Regions from separate parts of the Mus musculus genome. Here region 2 is linked to region 1. Evidence: chromatin contacts called from public HiCAR-type data. All regions are on one chromosome and are shown on one strand. Each heading gives the region's core, a stretch centred on a gene start, on an enhancer-like site or on the middle of the called end of the contact. The rest is flanking DNA. Distances are from core to core; before and after follow the strand shown. Region 1 overlaps Map4k5 (mitogen-activated protein kinase kinase kinase kinase 5). Region 2 overlaps Nin (ninein).

Region 1 (3,327 bases), core at 619-3,118:
TGAGAACTGGAGTGCCTCCTCTGCAAAAATCAAAGTAACACGTCTGCTAAGCTGTTGTTTTCTGCCTTCCCTGCTCACACTGCAATCTGCTCCCATTAGTAACATGTCTCCTGCATAACAGATCAGGAGCCTGAGTGCTTCAAGCCTGAGAAGCCTCCAGAAGTTCATGTTAAGTGACTCTGTGACCTTCTACTCTCATAATTACAGAGAGAGGGGAAAGTTTATACAGAGATTCCCTAAGAGGGGGACAGTGCTAATGTCTCCACATGAGTCAAATGTAAAACAAAGGACAGCACCTAGGGACAGCAGCTCAGCCTCTTGCTGCAGTGAATTTTAGCTGCTTAATCAATACAACCAGGTCACTTAAAGAGAAAGGGCCTGAATAACAGTTTAATTTCACTAAAAGGGGTTGCTTTATCAAGTAGTACATTCAAAATAAACTTCAAAATAATACTTACTGTCTAAACACACCAAAACAGTATCTCTCTCCAACTGTGTCACATGAATGGAATCCAGCTGTTGGCTGCCTAAGTGGGGAAAGGTTACCGTTAACAACAGACTCAGTGAAGCAGGCTTAGAAACCAACAAAGTCTGAATCTTCCTGAGATTTACTTGAAATATGGTGAAAGCTGCATCGTGTCATGCTATCGCAGAAAGCAAAACAAAACAACAACAAAGAAGAAGTATGTACCTCAGTTTAGAAGAACAAACATCAGCTCAGCTCGGAAATGGATACCTGAGCTAAAATCAATACTGCCCTAATTACTACTTTTGCTTTAGAAAGGTGGGCTATCGTGATGATGTGATAAGGGCAGGTATGTGGAAGGAAAGGACGATACACGCACACAGTGCTTAGATTTTGTTCTGCACTCACAAGAGATGGAATCTGTCAAGTCCAAAGGAAACTTCACTTTCCCAAACCCCAAAGGCAGTCCAAATATCCAGAAATGAGCTTAACCTGTATACACATAGGAGGATTTCTGGCAGTTAGATAGAAGCCAGCATTTCTCAGGAACTTGTGAAACTAGTTCTCACCTGCCAAAAGGAGCCATTTCCTTTCCCTCTGGCAAAGGGGACATATGGCTACCTGTGGGGACATATGGCTACCTGTGGTGCGTGTGAGCATATTAAACCAGTGCTGACCTCCAGGCTCCTTCAGTACCCAAGTTCCTGTTACACATTTCAGAGCCCATGCTGGCATCCCAGCTCTGCTCCCCTCCCACCTCCCCAACACGCCCTCCAGCTCCTGGGCTTCCCTCCCTGCAGCTAGCTATTCATTCTCTTTATAACCCTGCTATTCTTGATGTGATTCTCACTAGGCGGTCAGTCTCTATTTTCTATCCTCTGCTAATCTCCTATCTCTTGCAGATAGCCCTGGCCCTGTCTAGTCTGCTGCCACATTCAGCCTATTTCTTTCTCTCTCTGCTCTGGACTCTCCCAGATTTCCTCTCTCACATCTGCAATAAAAAGTTTCCCCTTAACCATACCATGGGGGTAGTCATGTCACCCATTTCTACAGCAGGCACATGGTCCCTTACAGACACATCACTGAGCAGCACAGTAGGCAGCCTTGTCAAGACAACCAATGAAGCATCTTTCAGGCAACACACCAGATGTAATTTTTCTCAGCTAATCTATGTTCATTCACTCACTCAACAAATACCAAGAAGTGACCATGCTGAGGGCTGCCCTGGGAGTCAGGGATCATGAGGAATGAGTCAGAATCTGCAGAGGAAGGACTCCTACAACAGAGCTCCTTTCAAGGCCACAGCTTTGCCAGCTAAAGGCTCTTGGCTCAACAACAGACACAGCTGGGGTTGGATCAACGATCACTTGTGCAAACAAAGCCTAATGAGGACCAAAGCTGGACTGAAAGGGGCCTCGTCCGTGTGCTCAGGCGAGCGCATGATAACCTCAGAGGCCTGGCTTGCTCAGGAAGTACTTACTGGACTGTTTGTATTTCAGCTGGGACAACGTTAAAGGTGGATATAATGTGGCACTTGAGGCACTGGACCACATCAAAATCTCAAAAACCAACTCAAATTCTGAGATTCAAAAGAGGACTCAATCCACCTCTAGCATGGAGAAGTGTAAGCTCCCACACACCAGCCTGAAGGAGGAGGGTGGGAATCACTGTGGGTAACTATGCAACAATCGCCATGCTGGACTACGGTGTAAATATCACTTGGGTTTGTGTTGTTCTTATTTTCAATTCTTTTGGAGACAGGCTTTGACTATGAAGCGCTGCCTGCTCTTGCCTCCAGAATGTTCAAGTTAAAGGCATGCACCACCATCAGGCCTGGCCTAATCACAGTTTTAATAAACAGATCCATAGCCACTTATTGTGGTCCTTGCCTAACCAAGAATCATTTGTATTTCGGCTGCTTACTCTGGTGACAGGAACTTTACCCCTTCTGTTAGCTTCATAGGAGGCACACACCCAACTGCAGATGCCATTAAGACCACAGAGAAGGGCGAGGAACAGGTGCAAGGGGCTTTCTTCTTTTCCCTTACTGGGAATTACAGCTTGGTCCACAAAGCAGGTATTCAAAGTTCAGGGCTTACAAGCTGGTTAAATTCTCAGTAAATTTGTGAGTTACACAATATCAGGCTTGTTGTCTAAAACTGACTATGGTGGCAGCGGGTCACCCATAAACAAACAAACAAACAAACAAACAAAAGGCCCTTGGGCAAACAGAGATCATATACTATATGTAGATAATTTCTTATTATTTAGAAATGTAGGTAATTTTTTACTTAGAAAATTATGATAACATTATTTTTATTTTTTAAATAATTTATTTGTATTTTATATTCCTTGGTGTTTTGCCTGCATGTGTGCCTGTATGAGGGTGTGCGAGCCCCTGCAACAGGTGCTACCGACACTTACGGGCTGCCATGTGGGTGCTGGGCATTGAACCTATGTCCTCTGGAAGAGCAGTCAGTGCTCTTAACCAATGAGCCATGTCTCCAGCCCCTATGCTTACAGTTTTATTAGAAGCCCACAATGGTTGACCTTAAGTCTCTGCCTCTGATACAGGTAAAAGCAGGAACATAACCAAGTGAAAAACACTCACCTGCACCAATTTCTGTAAACCAGGAAGATGCAGAATTCAAGTTGATTGTCTCAAACTGAACTACTTGGCTGGAGTCCGAGCCTTTGCTGATAGCCACACAAACCATGGGGTACTCCTGCTCTGGGATCACCAGCATTTCAAAAACATTCAGTGGACTTGGTAAAGGAAAATCGAAATGCTGCAACAGACAAACAGGAAGAATAAGCAATCCCTCGTTCACAGCAGGTTGTATGAGGTCAGCTAGAAGGTT
Region 2 (3,381 bases), core at 8-2,507, 250 kb after region 1:
CCTCGGGATGCCTGGGCCACTGAGAAGCAAGAAGACAGAAGACTAACAACTTTTATTTCAAGTGCTTTACGCCAATTCATAGGAAACATATGTCTTGTTTGGGAGAGGATTCTGAGGCAAGGAAATTTCTAGAGGCTGGAAATCTGGGGAAGAAACAGGTTCTGACAGAATCCTGTGATCGGTGGCATTTGGGACAAGATGCTGAGGTTGCCAAAAAGCCTTCAGCTGTTCTGTCTCATTCTCACCAATCAAAAGAACGATGTACTAGTGGAAGTGGCTTTCAGGACCATTCAACCAGAAATGCCCACAATATCCAGACAAAGCAATGGACTATGTCCTTATTGCTGGCCTGACCTTAGCCAAATCAGTGAACTTTCTACGTGGCCTGAACACCCATCACTTAATCCATCAGCTTGCCAAAGTAGACTCTTGCCAGTTATTTTAAGTCAAGAGCTCAGGATGAGAAGTGTTGGGTAAAGGGATGTAAATTTAAAAAGGACTCAAGAGAACGCAGGTTACCTGAGCAACCGAGGGACCAGCCCTCTTTGGGAACAAGGGCATTTTCATTTTCCACACTGGCCAGGTCGGTGGATGGCTGACTTCCCAGGGTGTAGGCTGTGAAACATGTACCAGAATAGGGTCCAAGAACTGGGACACCACAGTGTCCTGGGAGGTGATGGGAGTGGCCGAGGCATGGAGGCTTCAGACATCAGAAAGTGGTGAGAACTAAGCTAGCTCAGCACATGGTCTCCTGTGGTCTCCGGAGGAGATGACTGTGGCTCGCCATTACAAAATACTTAGGGGAAAATTCCAATTTCAAAGAGTGTACCTTAAAGTCCAGCTTTTAAAACACTGGAACAAGTCAAACAACGTTATCCTTGGGTTTGATGTGGCCTCGAGGGAGCTAGCCTGCCTACTCGGCCTTCTTGGCTGTCTTCACTTAGAGAAAGGAATGAGGGGTGTGACTTTCAGAGAGAGCTCATCTACTTCTACTACCCCCCCCCCCGCAAAAAGGGGGGGCAGCAGTGATCTCACAGGCTTCCTCTGCAAAGGGCTGACAGAGTTCAAACTGCTCTCAGGTTTAAAGTTGCAGGACCCCAAGTTCTATGCTAATCAGCCTGTTCCTCTGGGCTAAGAACTAAGAAGTGCAGGGCACCTCCTCGCTCCTCCTGGTGGGAGGGAGTGGAAACACTAAGCAGGCGCAGGCTTGATGAGCAATGCCTTCCTAATTCCAACAGCACAGAGAAAGAACTGAATGTGCCCCTTGTATCCAGTTTTTAGGAGTTCCCTGCAGAAGAGGACGCCAGCTCCCTGTGAGTGGCAGCGGTTTATATTTCAAAAATTGTCCTCAGATCAGTAACTCAAGTTTGTGCAATGTTTCTTGGGAAAACACAAAACAGAAAACAACCCAAGACTCTTTGTACTGGACTGATTCAGAAATTAGGACAATTAATTTAATTTTATGACTCAATAGCCACCGTTGAAAAATAAATGGGTTGCTGGGATATTCCAAAGGTTGTCAAGGGGCTTATATAATGGTCACATCATATGAGAAAAAGAAAAAAAAAAACAAAACACTAAAAACCGAAATTTTCTGCAAGTCAGGCTATTTGGCAGGTTTTAAAGATCGGCCTCTTTCTTGGTTAGGAATATGCTACCACTTTGTCCCGAGGAGGCAGCCAACATGGTATCAGATGTCATTATAATCAAAGATTCTGGAGCAATGACTGTATTCCTGACTCTAACTGCCCCTAATCTTTATTTGTAGCCTTCTAAAAGACACGTCCTAGAATTATAGGTTTTTCTGTAGAGCTTCACGGCTAATCCCACATTAATCCTAACGATCCTGCCATGATTCTTCAGCAAAAAGGGAAAACAGAATCTTACGTCATAAACTCTCTGGGGCTTGAAGACATTTTGTGCTATCAAAACTACCAAGCTACCTGGCCCCATTTCCTCGTAGCCAGAGTCTGGCTGTTCTATATAACCAAGGCTCTCCTCACACCAGCGTGATGTAAACTTCAAACCACGGCTAGAGAGGCAGCCTGTCCTGTGAACTGCTCTAGTCTACCCAAGGGCCCAAAGATGACACTGAGAACTTTCCAGAACTGAACATGCAGCAGGCTGGCTTTCAAAGTTCTCCTAACTCAAGCCTGAGGCTCTCTTCATCCCTCCTCTGCATTCTCCCATGTTTTACTGTTTGGTTTGGTTGATGCGTCTCATGTGGGGTGACATACTTAGCACAGTAGGTGACCATACTATACATTCAGGAAGTTCAGCCACATCAGCTTTGATTTCTGCCACAAAACATGACTTTCCCAAATCTTGTAGAATGTCTTTTTAGGGAGAAAAAAAAAGGAAGAAAGGAAGAAAGGAAGAAAGGAAGAAAGGAAGAAAGGAAGAAAGGAAGAAAGGAAGAAAGGAAGGAAGGAAGGAAGGAAGGAAGGAAGGAAGAAAGAAAGAAAGAAAGAAAGAAAGAAAGAAAGAAAGAAAGAAAGAAAGAAAGAAAGAAAGCAAGCAAGAAAGCAGGCAGGCAGGCAGGCAGGCAGGCAGGCAGGCAGGCAGGCAGGCAGGCAGGCAGGCTGTGTCTCTAATAAGGAAGTCACAGTGCTGCTCTTACCAGCCTGGGGGCAGACAAAGCTCTTCTCATTATTCCAAATCAGACCCCAGCTATGGGCTTACCGCTCCATCCACATTCTGTAATCCATACTGTTCGCAGATGGAAACCAGCTTCTTCCGGTTCAGGTGACCATCTCGAGTGATCCCCAGATCTTCACAAACCTCTTGCAGTTTCTCTTCTATCCAGTCTGGAGGAGGGCAAGACCCACCATGTGAAGCATTCAGGTCATCTGGGTTCCAAAACCTCAGCTGGCCTAAAATCAAAGCAAAAACTCTGTTGTCTCCAAAGGACTTGCACAGAGACAGTGCCTGCTATGGAAAGGTACCCTTGGAAGGCAATTCTTTCTATTGTTTTTTATTCTTTTGCATGGCTGAGTGTTTTGCTTGCGTACATGTCATGTACTACATACATAGAGTGCTCACAGGGATACTAGAGTCACAGATGGTTGTGAGCAGTTGTGTGGTACTGGAGAGCGATCCTGGGTCCTCTGGAAGAACAATTAATACTCACAACTGCTAAGCCATCTTTCCTGCCCTATAATGAACACTGTATGAGATGACTACAAATGTTGACCCACTCTGATTTAGTTGAAGTCCAAATGTAAACTGAAGGCAGCTTTTGCTCTGGGACAATCACCCATGAGAAAGAAACACTGTCTCATACACATGAGGTCAGATGCCTCAACTGGCGCTTGCTTTCCCAATGCTTCATTTCTGCCGTCTTTCTGGGCTAAGTATTATAGCACCTTTTCCTGGGAAGGA

The links. HiCAR-type assays count read pairs that join an accessible place to other places.
Region 2: a contact with region 1 is called in a HiCAR-type map of fibro-adipogenic progenitors, with 2.8 times the contacts expected there. The contact joins two enhancer-like sites. A contact is called at or near these places in 1 of 115 datasets of contacts at active chromatin or transcription factors (fibro-adipogenic progenitors) and 2 of 9 other capture datasets (adipose tissue and liver).

What each region holds. Positions count from the first base shown.
Region 1 is chr12:69,812,678-69,816,004 of GRCm38.p6, forward strand. Map4k5 (mitogen-activated protein kinase kinase kinase kinase 5) reads right to left here. Exons shown (of 32, transcript NM_201519.2): 27 at 3,078-3,255; 28 at 459-527. The region is part of intron 2 of 4930512B01Rik (RIKEN cDNA 4930512B01 gene); the gene reads left to right. Among named protein-coding and RNA genes, the nearest start is that of Cdkl1, 24 kb to the left of the region's middle. Within about 2 kb of position 1,869, at least 118 of the 459 cell types and tissues checked have an H3K27ac peak or open chromatin away from gene starts, as enhancers often do. A contact at or near this core is called in adipose tissue and fibro-adipogenic progenitors, where this site is marked.
Region 2 is chr12:70,058,469-70,061,849 of GRCm38.p6, forward strand. Nin (ninein) reads right to left here. Exons shown (of 29, transcript NM_001081453.1): 5 at 2,683-2,873. Among named protein-coding and RNA genes, the nearest start is that of Nin, 43 kb to the right of the region's middle. Within about 2 kb of position 1,258, at least 32 of the 459 cell types and tissues checked have an H3K27ac peak or open chromatin away from gene starts, as enhancers often do. A contact at or near this core is called in adipose tissue and fibro-adipogenic progenitors, where this site is marked.